Linked DNA regions of Arachis hypogaea: region 2 is linked to region 1. A link is a contact called in public Hi-C data. All regions are on one chromosome and are shown on one strand. Each heading gives the region's core, a stretch centred on a gene start, on an enhancer-like site or on the middle of the called end of the contact. The rest is flanking DNA. Distances are from core to core; before and after follow the strand shown. Region 1 holds the start of LOC112732910. Region 2 holds the start of LOC112732915.

Region 1 (6,103 bases), core at 1,014-3,513:
TTCCTTGATGGTGGCGTTTTTCACCGCAAAAATCTACTCCTTAAAATAGCCGTATAACCGTAAGTCATTAAATTTTTTTATTTTTAAAAATGTTAAGTAACTTTAGTTATAGTTAAACTAGAAAAACCTACTACTGCTGTCATTGATTTCGCGGGATGATGAGATGCATCACTTTCAGCACATTGATGAAATGATGTTGATTTAAATAACTTGGTATTGGTATACGGCATATGCCCCACACCATCAGACACAGGCAAATTAAACGTACGTTCTGCAACATGCTCACGAGCTTAGTGGACAAACATTAATACACCATATATAATATATACTCACAGCACAGCTGCATGCAACTTAATTAAGATCTTGTCCCCCTTTGTTTTTCCAAGCATATTGGGCATATATCTTATGATGATTTCAAAACATTTTTACAGAATTCATATACATGCAGCGGGCCTCAACGGTTTTGGAAATTCGGCTATGATTTTGAATGGTTTTTGGTAAAGATACTTATTAGATCGATCAGTATATTTTTATATATAAAAAATTATAGTGTAATTTGAAGCTAGCTTTTATCAGTACTCATTAGTAAATAATTCATGAGTTAGAAATTTAAAATTATAACCGTATGTAATTTTAATAAATATTTTGAAAATAAATAAATAAAATATATAAGTTGGAGAAGTAGGGAAAACAGATGAGCGTTGTGGTGCGGTGGGGAGAGAGGTGTAAAATTGGTTTCAAGATTGGGCAGTAACTGTTGTTGACAAAGAAAGGGGATTCACGAGATGCTCGAGATTATTCAAACTGCTATATCCATATCCATCATTTTTATTGATTCTCATAATTTCTCACTTTATTTAACCATGCCCTCTTTTTCTTGTTTTTCTACCATCTTCCTCTCTCTCATATCAGACTTGACTTTCAAAACCCTAATAAGGTACTACTTCTTTTAATGCAATCCCATGACAAAACACAGCACTGTATGTTTAAGTCCTCATCAGAGAAAAACTAAACTTCTCTTATATTAATAGAGTTTAATTTTAAAAGATGATTCATATAATTAATATAAAAATTAATTATTTTTACTGATATGCATTATGTAATTAGATATATATAATTTTATATTATTAATATATTAAAATTAAATTCATATTAATATATACATAGCATATGTAGTGGCTGAATATCAAACTAATATACATCTGTATCTAATACACTTATACACATAGTATATAATTTTTTTAAAATATTTATCATTATATATAATTATAAAAAGAGAAAAGGACAAATAGATCCCTGACCTTTTACTCTGTGGACATTTTCGTCCCTGACCATTGAAAAATACTTTTAAGTCCCTAACTTTCACAAAACTTGGACGGATCAGTCCCTCACGGAGGCATTTGGACAGATCAGTCCCTGACGGAGGCATTTGGACGGAGGGACTGATCCGTCCAAATTTTGTGAAGGTCAGGGACTTAAAAGTATTTTTCAATGGTCAGGGACAAAAATGTCTGCGGGACAAAAGGTCAGGGACCTATTTGTCCTTTTCTCTTATAAAAAAATTCTTTTTGAGATTTTTTAATTAAACTGTAAATTATTGATCATTTTAACTAATCTTAATTTTATTATTCTTACACATATTTAATAAATAAAAATTTTAATAGATATATTAGTATCTATTGATATAATATATGAAAAAGAGAAAAATATAAAGAAAAGAAAAACGTTTACCTTAATAAGCAAGTGTTCCCCGCCCTCCTCAGCACTTTACCGGTTTATATTCTTTTGATATAATAAATTATTTATTTATTTTTAAGAATTTAATTTTAACACATTATCAATATAAAATATTTTTATATATGTATCTAATTATGTAACTTTACATCAATCAAAATAATTAATTTTTATATTAATTACGTTAATGATTATTAAAAAAATAATATGATTACACTATTATAAAACACTCTACATTATTAGTGTTTTAAAATTAAATTCTATTTTTAATTGATATATATTCAATTAGGAAAATATTATTTGTATATTAAACTTAGCCACCAATATATTTATATATAAATATATGGGTAGTTTAATTTATTTTCAATGTGTAAAAATGTATTTTATACGAAAAGTTAATTTTGGTGATTAATTTTGGTGTCCTTTGTAGCATAACCCATTAAATTATAACCGAAGGAACATTAATCTGTACTGACTTGCACACTGGTATTTACAGATATATAAGTACAGAAGTGGGAGTGATGCAAGCAATAAGTAGCATGTTTAAACCCTGTGGTGTTATTCATTGAATAATTAATTAGTGATATATATCTCCAAGTCCAAGAACGGAACATGCTGGTTGGCGGTAAGGAAGTGACGATATAGCGTTACAATACGTTACGCGGTATTGGGTGGTTGTTGAAGCTGGTTTTGCGTTGTTTCCCCGGAAAAGAAGCCAAGGCCTTGAGACACCTTCAGTAAAAGCAAATCCCTTTACACCTTTAACTTGTCTACTTTGTTTTTTTCCCCCCAACTTGCGTTACTACAACAAGAAGCAACAAGCATGTCCAGCACAAACAGCACTTGTCTCATGGAAGAAAGAGAGCTCTCTGATGCCAACAACACCTATGAACTTGTCCCTATTCCTATCATGCCTCCTCCTCAGGTAGTCAATGAAGATTGGTACATGCCAAACAACAACATCAACAACACTGTTACTACTATCCAAAATCAACCTCCGGATTCAGATTCAGATACAAGGGACATGAACTTCTTTCACCAAGATAACAACAACAGCAACCCTTTCTTCCATCCCTCTTCTTTCCCTTCATCCATGTCCTTCATCACCAACCTTCAACACTACCCTCATCAGGCCACTCCAAAACCCATATTTTCTTCTCTTCTAAGTGGCATGATGATCCCTAGCAGCACCACCAATAACCCTTTGTATGATCAAAATGGTGGAAATAATAATAGTTGCCAACAGGTGATGGGGTTTCTTGAACCTCAAGCTTTCGCTACCTCTTCATCAAACGTAGATGCTACTCTCTTGGGGGGTTTAGGATTTCCAACAAGTTTGAACAACTCATCATCAGACCCCAATAATAATAGCTTATCAGCAACCATGAGCTGTGTAATCCCACAAGAACATGAAGAAGAAGATAAACCGCCCAATAATAAGTTTGGCCTCTTTGAGGGTTTTCACAATAACATTGAGAATAATACTGGTAGTAGTTCATCATCATGGATGATGAACAACAAGTACTCCAACATACTCATGAGACCTCTTGAATCTTTACCTCCATCATCAGGTGCACAACCAACACTCTTTCAGAAGAGAGCAGCACAACACAGGAAAATCAACGTCACAGATGAAAGAGGAAAGGGCAAACTTGATGAGGAGGAACAACAAGGGAATAATAATGAAGAAGAGAAAAGGAAGCTGGAGATGGAAGATACTGGAGATGGAAGTTTGTTAAACAGCTATGATGATTATTCTGATCATGACATGGTTGAGGATAGTATTGACAACAACAACAACATGATGAAGATGGAATCAGAGAGTAGTAGTAAAAACAAGAATATTATTGGTGAAAACAACAACAGAAACAGTAACAATAATCTCAATTTGCAGAAAGGGAATAATAACAAGAAGAAGACAGGGATGCCTGCTAAGAACTTGATGGCTGAACGCCGCAGAAGGAAGAAGCTCAATGACAGACTCTACATGCTCAGATCCGTTGTTCCTAATATCAGCAAAGTAAGCAACGTGTTCTTAATAGCCACTGTTTTGTTCATTCTTCTTCTTTCACTCAAATAATGTGAACTGCATGAACTTAAGGTCTTAGCTTAAAGCATTCAAAAACGCATTTTTTATTAAGCTAACATGTATATATAGCATGCATGGTTATTATATATGTGGTTATGAAAGATGGACAGGGCTTCAATACTTGGGGATGCAATTGAATATATGAAAGAACTTCTGCAAAAGATTAATGACCTTCATAACGAATTGCAATCAATGCCTCCTACGGCACCTGCTTCAAGCTTGCATCATCCTTTGACACCAACTAATAATAATACTGCTACTCTACCGCCAGCAGCTGCTTCTCTTCCCAGCCGCATGATGATGAAGGAAACTGCTTCTTGCCCCACTTCTTCATTGCCAACTCCCAATGACCAGCCTGCCAGGGTAATATTAACTATTATTGTTCTTGTTCTTTCTTATTAACTTAACTTTATTTTAACAATGAGCAATACCATGTCTATCTGGAAGTTATATGTTCAGATGATTCTTTTTCTTGATATGAGACTTACTACAGACATTTGTTTAGGAAAAGAGTGAATTGGACAACTTTTCATGTATTTTATGTTGCTAAATTTAGATGTAATTAAGATGAGCAATTCTAAGATGAAGAGGAAAGTTAGGTGAAGAGTGAAGATTATATACTCTTTACACTTAAAAAAATACAAAATTAAAGACATCATGTGTAATGTACACTTTTTTTCAAAAATTAACTATATTCTTCATTCTTCACTGTGAGGAAGTCAAAATCAATTTAAATTGTTAAAGAAAATTTTAGAATAATCATAAAATCAAGTTATTAATGTCTAGTTACACATGTCATACTGTGATATGCATAAAAGGTTTGACTATTACTCATGGTCAACGATATATATACAATTTATATTATCCAACTTGTATACAAGACCAAGAGTCTCATAGTTAGTGGTGTCTTGTTGCCTCCACAAAAACAATATAAATAAGTGGTTTGGTTAACTTAGTTTTATGATGATGCAATGGAAGTTAAAATGTAGTAATTTTGGAAAGAAAATTGTAAGGTTTTTTTTATATGTTGTGTCTTTATATTTATTTTGTGTATTAAGTTATTAGTCATTCTTTTAGTTAGAGAAGACTGGTTTTTTAATTTTAGTATTCTTTTTGTATTTTAAATTAAGTGTTTACATCATTTGATTTGGTATTTTGAGTGGAGTATCACAAATTACTACTTTGTATTTTTATATCAGAGATTTGATTTGAGTTGAGTGATTACCATTTAGGATTTCTTTAAAAGAAATTTTGCTAAGGTGAAGTAACATCACTAATTACTACTTTTTATCTTACTAAAAATTTGGTTAAGATAGAGTGATTATCAGATTTTATAATTTTGTTACATTATGTTGTTTTTAGTAAAAGATTTAATATTCCTTCATTGTCAATGGTGTAAATTTTGCACTTCTGCTTGCACACTCCGTTTTTTAACCTTCACCAAACATCACTCTTCACCAAAAAAATTTCAAATATGATTTGTTATTTATATTGTTGTTGAAGTGTTCATACAATATTAGATAGTGGACCTAAAATTCCTTCTAATTCAAGATCAGGTTTATTACTAAAGAGGGAAAATGAAAGAAATTCTCTAAAGATAAGTAGTGTTGTTATTATAGGAGATGATTTTAAATTCGGATAAGTATATTAGTTAAGAGTTTGTATATGCATATAGACTATCATTAACACAATGCAATGCAGGCACGCAATTATTTGTGATTTCTGTTTTTATTAATTAGTTGTGTTCACTATGTAAAGGTTGAGGTTGGGTTGCGTGAAGGAAGAGGAGTAAATATCCATATGTTTTGTGATCAGAAACCTGGTCTGTTGCTCTCAACACTCACCACTTTGGACAACCTTGGGTTAGATATCCAGCAGGCTGTTATCAGTTTCTTTAATGGCTTTGCTATGGACATTTTTCGAGCTGAGGTATATATGCGTGCTAACATGCACTCTTTTAAATCTATATCTTTTGTTCCATACCCACGAAATTATTACTTGATATATTCCCAATACTTACCACTTCAAACTCTTGGTATAAGTTCATATTATTATTGTACCTTATACAATACAATAAAAATGCTATTTGTACCCTAAAATCAGCCACCATGTATTTAGTTACCCGTGGTCTCTTAAATGAGTATGGGGAGACTATACCATTTGAGCTATAACTCATGGCATATAGTTAAGTAGTTTATTTCATTTTTAATATGTATTTCTTATTTCAATGTGTATTCTATATTGATGACTGATTTTTAATAGATATATATGTTATCACAA
Region 2 (6,316 bases), core at 3,753-6,252, 200 kb after region 1:
GAACTGACCAACTAATATTTTACCATAAATTCCACTAATTTCAGCAATCAATCATGCCAATTTGTTTTCAACAGAAAATATATAAATCTAAGTTACTCATTCTGAGATGACTAGTTTATGATAAATGTTATCAATGCAATTAGAATGGCTTACCCTAAACCCGGTATCATAATGGCACATGCAATTCACTGCAACATAAGCAACGTCTTCGTTCTTCATCCACTGCTCCCTATACTCCTTCACCTCGTAGTCAGTGCTGGTGAAGGTGCCATGGGAATCTTCGTAGGGGAAAACCTAGTTCGTGGAAGAAGAAAAAGAAGATGAAGGTTCCAGAAACAGATCCTCCTCGAACGGCAACGTTTCAGGTCACGGGTCACGTGAGGGTGGATAGGGAAAGAAGAAGGAGGGTGGGAGATGCACGCATTAAGATGATAAACAATGTTGAAATTAGGGATTAGGGATTGAGGAGAAAAACAGAAACTCAGAAAGGTCGACATTTTTGAAAAATGAAGCTTTGCGCTATGCTGTGCGTTGCGACACTTGGCGGGAAACAACTCAACAAGAATATTTGGGTCATGGACTAAAGACTTATTTGGTTTTTTTATATAAAAAATGTGCTAATGGTGTGTTGACTGTTGAACCAAAAACTTTTTATTGATATAAAAGGTTTTTAGTTATTAAGCTAAAATCTTAAATTAGATATTTTACATCTTTGTTGATATAAAAGTCAAATTTATTTGATAATATATAAATATCAAATTACAACTCTTAAGTTTCTAAGATCTCATCAGATTATTGAACAAACTACCATCAAACAATCCCCTTAAGCACCCTACATTCATTTTGTACCACAGACCTAGATGAACAGAAGTACTACAACAATGTTTCAGTACAAAGACCCAAAATTTTCAATTATATTCCAACTTACCTCTAAAATATGTCAAATTCTCCTAGGAAATTTTGTGATTTTCTTCAAATTAGTAACAGTTAACATCTTAGTTTTGCATTAGCTTTGGCACAGATTGACCTCCACTTGCTAAATATCATGAGCTACAGTATAAGAGCATCCACTGATCAGACAGCAAAATAGGAATGAGTCTATCAGAAAAATGACAAATATAAACAACGAAACATCTATACAAGGGAAATTTGAATCTTCAACTGGAAATTATTGATTTACAACAAAAGAAGTACCGGCTCAATGATGCTGAAGAACCTTTATCTATTGAACCACAGATGCACCTCCCTGAATTTCTGTAACCTCATGGTCCTAGATGGTAACATAAAAAAAATGAAACAGTGGAAAATATGTAGTAGTAACGAAACTTCTGTGCTAACCAAATCTGACATACATTTCATAAATAAAAGTAAAGGAAATACTGGGATCAGAAAAAAAAAAGGGCTAATTGAAAGCTGTAAAAACCAAAGATATCACATACCGCATTGTAAATCGGTATCTGGTTACGCCAAAACTCTAATGGTGGTAGAAGCAACCTTCCTGCAATGTGATTCGAGCACAAAATTCAAGAAGATTAACAGTAACATCGAGCGAAGATATTAGTAAGTGCGTGAAAAGTGCACTAGTGCATCAAGTATCTCTAGGCCAAAGAAGATTTAGCTTTTATGAATGAGAACTGGGAAATAACTAACAGGGAATACTTACCTGATCTGGACTTTTTGAAACTTGATAGAGCAGACACTGAGGATATCTTCTCTTTCTCACCAATGATCGAGGGGCTTAAACCCCTTTTTCGTGGATATTTGGTTGCAGTGGCAGATCTAGCCATTTTTCTTTCACACGTGATCTGACCTTTTTCACTTGTAGCTTTCTTTCTCCTAGAACAGCCTTCTTCATTTTCAAATAAAGTTCTAGAAACTCTAGATGTAGAGCTTTCATCGAGATGCTCAGATGGTGTATTTACTTTTTCTGTAGTTACTTTTTCCAGAGATTGCAACTGAGCTGGTGTCACTGGACTGTTCAGTTCCTCGGGATGTTTCAGAGTAATTCCAGAAGCAGCCTGCTTCTGCTGACAGACTTTCCTGTTATAATACCTGGTAACACGTCTAATGCTGCCACTACCTTGAGCAGCATTAACCCCACATGTAGCGTTAGAATCATACCATTCACCTTCAGCATGTGGCTTCCCATGAGCTCCAAATGCTTCCTTTAAAGGTTTCGAAGAAGACAGGATAGATTTTTCTTGAGCTGTAACACTTAAAACATCAAGCTAGATAACAAAAGATCTTGGAGATATGAAATGATAAAATATCAAAGAAACTATAAGTCGTGTGAATGCAAATATTTACCAGCAGAGAAGATCTCAGGATCAATTGATGATACATTTTTAGGAACAGCACTACCCAAATCAGTGCCAATAGTTGATTCATCCCTAATCAAATCTGCTGCATAGCTTTCCCAGTTTTGAGGAAAACCAAATAAGAAATGACTGAAAACCTAGCAACATAGAAAACGGGTGAAAAATCAAACTGGGAAGACATACAATTTCTACATCGTTTTGATGCTTGTTCACAAACCAAAACTTAATAGTTTTCATCCAATCTACTGCTGACCCATCATTTAAGAGTTTGACAACCAGGTTAAACTTCTTAATTATGAGGGAATTCATGGGTAGATGCATGTATAAATCTCTTCCAAGACAGAATATGCATATTGATGCCATATGAAGTTCCCAAACCACCATGTAATGAATCAATTTGCAAACGTAATTAATCATGTAGAGAAGTAGAGAGAGAATACACCAATGAGTAATGGCTACAAACCTCAGGAGGGAAACCATTATCAATGGTGCGCTGCTCGTCAATGAAACCCCTTATGATAATATAAACCCCATCTGTGGTCTCAAGAGAGAACAGATCATGCCGTTTCGCAATGGGAGCACTGGTGAAGACACGCACTACTTCTTCCCTGATTCACGGAATCAAGTTATGCAATTACCAGATTAGATAGTTCAAGGAAGACATTACTCCAAATCAATTTCAGCAAATCACCAAAATGCATCAAAGGAGGTAAAACAACGTCACGAAAAAGCCTAATACAAAATCAAGCTAAGTTTCTTACCTTTTTGATGCAATGCCTCCAATGGCTAACTGCTTTCCTTCGAATCCATGTTTAGCTTTAACCAGCCACCATTCATACAAGCAAACCTTCGCATACGGAAAACACAGGAAGAATCAGAACTATGAAGAAATTATAAGAGGAAAAATACTTAGGGGAACAAATAAATTGGAAAGAGAATGAGGAGAAGAATAAGTAACCGTTGGTTGGAAACAAGATAAATTGGCGTTTTTAGAATTGGATGGAGTTGAAGTAAGCTCAGCCATGAGTGGGAAACGTGGGAAACAGTGAAATCCCCGTTACACTTTGTCGGGGCTTCTAATGGCTGACTGATGGTGGCAGAGAAGAAGAAGACGACCGGGACAGCAGCCCCGGGAAAATAGAGCAGAGAAGCGCTGTCGCACTTCGCAGCCACTGGTGGTGTCGTCGTCGCTGAAGGTCGTCGTCACCGAGAAGCAGTGCCACACCGTGGCCGTGAAGGTGAGAGAGGCAGTCGAACAGAGGAGCTTCGGCGCGGGCTAAGGTGACTCTGAGGCTGGTGAGTGGTGACGGTGGCTGGTGAGAGACAGAGAGAGGGCTGAGAGGGAAAGGTGGCGCCGTACGTGAGGGTGAGGGGACTGAGGGTGCGTGGCTGCCTTATTAAGATATGAAAGCATGGCATTATCAATGTATAATAAACAAGCATTAGTATATGAAAGCCCAAGTGCAGTTGCTTTTCACAAATGAGGCAGTCGTATTTGAATATATTGTAAATTTGTTTTACAGAAATAAGATTCAGATTCCAGGCGTTTCAATCAAATAGGATTAACGCAAAGTGATAAATTTTCAACTAGTGAAACAATTTGAGGAACCAAAAAGATACTGGTATTAATTCTAAACTCGGAGGTAAGAGATAAAACCATTTTCCCATTCTCAAGTGCATCTTTCACCTAAGGGTCTTCATTTGAAGTCACAGGCAACACAGATCAAAAAGTAAATACTCCTTATGATACAAAAAACCAGAAAGGCAGGGGATAATGCTTACATGAAAGTGAGATTGGAGTTTCCTCCTCAAAAATTACTGAAAAGCCATCTTAGTCGTCTATCCTCACTGAATTATTGGTAACCATGTTAAGATATTAAGCAAATTAATAAATGCCAAAATATATAAGAGATAAATTCTATTAGTAAGCATATGGAAGAAAAAACACTCACAGAGGAAACATCACTAAATAACTAAGAATGCAGTGAAGAAAGATGAAAGCAGCATAGAAATTAACTCAGCAAACAATGAGAGTAAAAGCAGCGTAGAGAATCATGAACAAAATTAACTCAAGCCAACAAAATCCAGCTAAAAAAAAATCATGAACAAAATTAACTCAAGAAAACAAAATTAACTCAGCAAACAAAATCCAGCTACTCAGCAACTCAGTTTCAAACAACAGTAAAACACTAAAACCAGCAAAAATGATTCCAAGTCACAGTGCTTACTGCTTACCGGCGGCGAGGAGGAAGGGAAGTGACGTCGACGATAGAGGAGACGGCGACACCGGCGAACACAGAGAGAGAGAGAGCGCTCAAACAGAGGAGAGGGCGACGGCCACAGAGCTTCCACACGACGGCGAGGGAGCTTCCTACGATGGCGACACAGCTTCCTAGGACCGAGACGGAGCTCCCTACGACGTCGACACAGCTTCCGAGAACCGCGACGGAGCTTCCTACGACGGCGACACAGCTCCTGCGACAGCGACGGAGCTTCCACACGCGATGCCTAACACGCTGCGGTGGCTACGGGGGTTGGGGGCTGCGGTGGCTGCGGGCGGCGGGACTGGGTGGCTAGGGTTCTTTCTTGAGATTGTTCTTTCAATTTCAAAATTTCGGAGAGGAGAGGGGTGGGAGTGTGACAGGGCTGCGTTGGGGTCATGGGTATTGGGTAGATTAAGGTTTTTTTTTTTTTTTTTTCTTTTTAAAACGTAAAAAGGCGCCGTTTTGGAGAGTAATACCGAAGCGAAAACCCTCTAAAAACCGGCCAATTTCAGCGGTTCAACGGTTTAATTGTCGGGTTGACCGGTTTTTTAATTGATTTTTACCAGGCGGTTTATAAGGACAACCGCACTGACTTGGTGACCGGTTCTTGGTTAACCCGGTTGAACTGGCCGACCCAGTTCGGTTTTCAGAACAATGCAAGCCAGCCACGCACCCTCAGTCCCCTCACCCTCGCATATGACGCCACCTTTCCCTCTCAACCTTCTCTCTGTCTCTCACCAGCCACTGTCACCACTCACCAGCCTCAGAGTCACCTTGGCCTGCGCCGAAGCTCCTCTGTTCAATTGCTTCTCTCACCTTCACGACCACGGTGCTGCACTGCTTCTCGGTGAGGTCGACCCTCAGCGACAACGACACCACCAGTGGCTGCAAAGTGCGACGGCGCTTCTCCGATCGTCTTCTTCTTCTCTGCCACCATTAGTCAGCCATTAGAAGCCCTGGCGAAGAGTAACGGGGATTTCACTGTTTCCCACGTTTCCCACCATGGCTGAACTTACTTCAACTCCATCCACCTCTAAAAACGCCAATTTATCTTGTTTCCAACCAACGGTTACTTATGCTTCTCCGCATTCTCCTTCCAATTTATTTGTTCTCCTAAGTATTTTTCCTCTTTTCATTTTTTCGTAGTTCTGGTTCTTCCTGTGTTTTCCGTATGCGAAGGTTTGCATGTATGAATGGTGGCTGGTTAAAGCTAAACATGGATTCGAAGGAAAGCAGTTAGCCATTGGAGGCATTGCATCAAAAAGGTAAGAAACTTAGCTTGATTTTGTATTAGGTCTTTTCGTGACCTTGTTTTACTTCCTTTAATGCATTTTGGTGATTTGTTGAAATTGATTTGGAGTAATGTCTTCCTTGAAATATCTAATCTGGTAATTGCATAACTTGATTCCGTGAATCAGGGAAGAAGTAGTGCGTGTCTTCACCAGTGCGCCCATTGCAAAACGGCATGGTCTGTTCTCTCTTGAGACCACAGATGGGGTTTATATTATCATAAGGGGTTTCATTGATGAGCAGCGCACCATTGGTAATGGTTTCCCTCCTGAGGTTTGTAGCCATTACTCATTGGTGTATTCTCTCTCTACTTCTCTACATGATTAAATACGTTTGCAAATTGATTCATTACATGGTGGTTTGGGAATTTCATATGGCATCAATATGCATATTCTGTCTTGGAAGAGATTTATACATGCATCTACCCATGAATTCCCTCATAAT

The links. A called contact is a pair of places that touch in the nucleus more often than the background predicts.
Region 2: a Hi-C map of an unstated tissue shows a contact between it and region 1, with 4 times the contacts expected there. The contact joins the promoter of LOC112732915 here to the promoter of LOC112732910 in region 1. A contact is called at or near these places in 4 of 8 Hi-C or Micro-C datasets (leaf and an unstated tissue).

What each region holds. Positions count from the first base shown.
Region 1 is chr13:118,525,651-118,531,753 of arahy.Tifrunner.gnm2.J5K5, forward strand. It overlaps LOC112732910, which reads left to right and starts at 2,264. Exons shown (of 4, transcript XM_025781730.3): 1 at 2,264-3,754; 2 at 3,926-4,186; 3 at 5,582-5,752. The coding sequence starts at 2,558.
Region 2 is chr13:118,724,168-118,730,483 of arahy.Tifrunner.gnm2.J5K5, forward strand. It overlaps LOC112732915, which reads right to left and starts at 5,003. Exons shown (of 12, transcript XR_011869900.1): 1 at 4,554-5,003; 2 at 4,101-4,166; 3 at 3,277-3,707; 4 at 3,080-3,165; 5 at 2,782-2,926; 6 at 2,308-2,455; 7 at 1,664-2,206; 8 at 1,440-1,498; 9 at 1,195-1,270; 10 at 929-1,050; 11 at 154-294. LOC140178183 (a long non-coding RNA gene) reads left to right here and starts at 5,584. Exons shown (of 3, transcript XR_011870436.1): 1 at 5,584-5,650; 2 at 5,762-5,847; 3 at 6,001-6,144.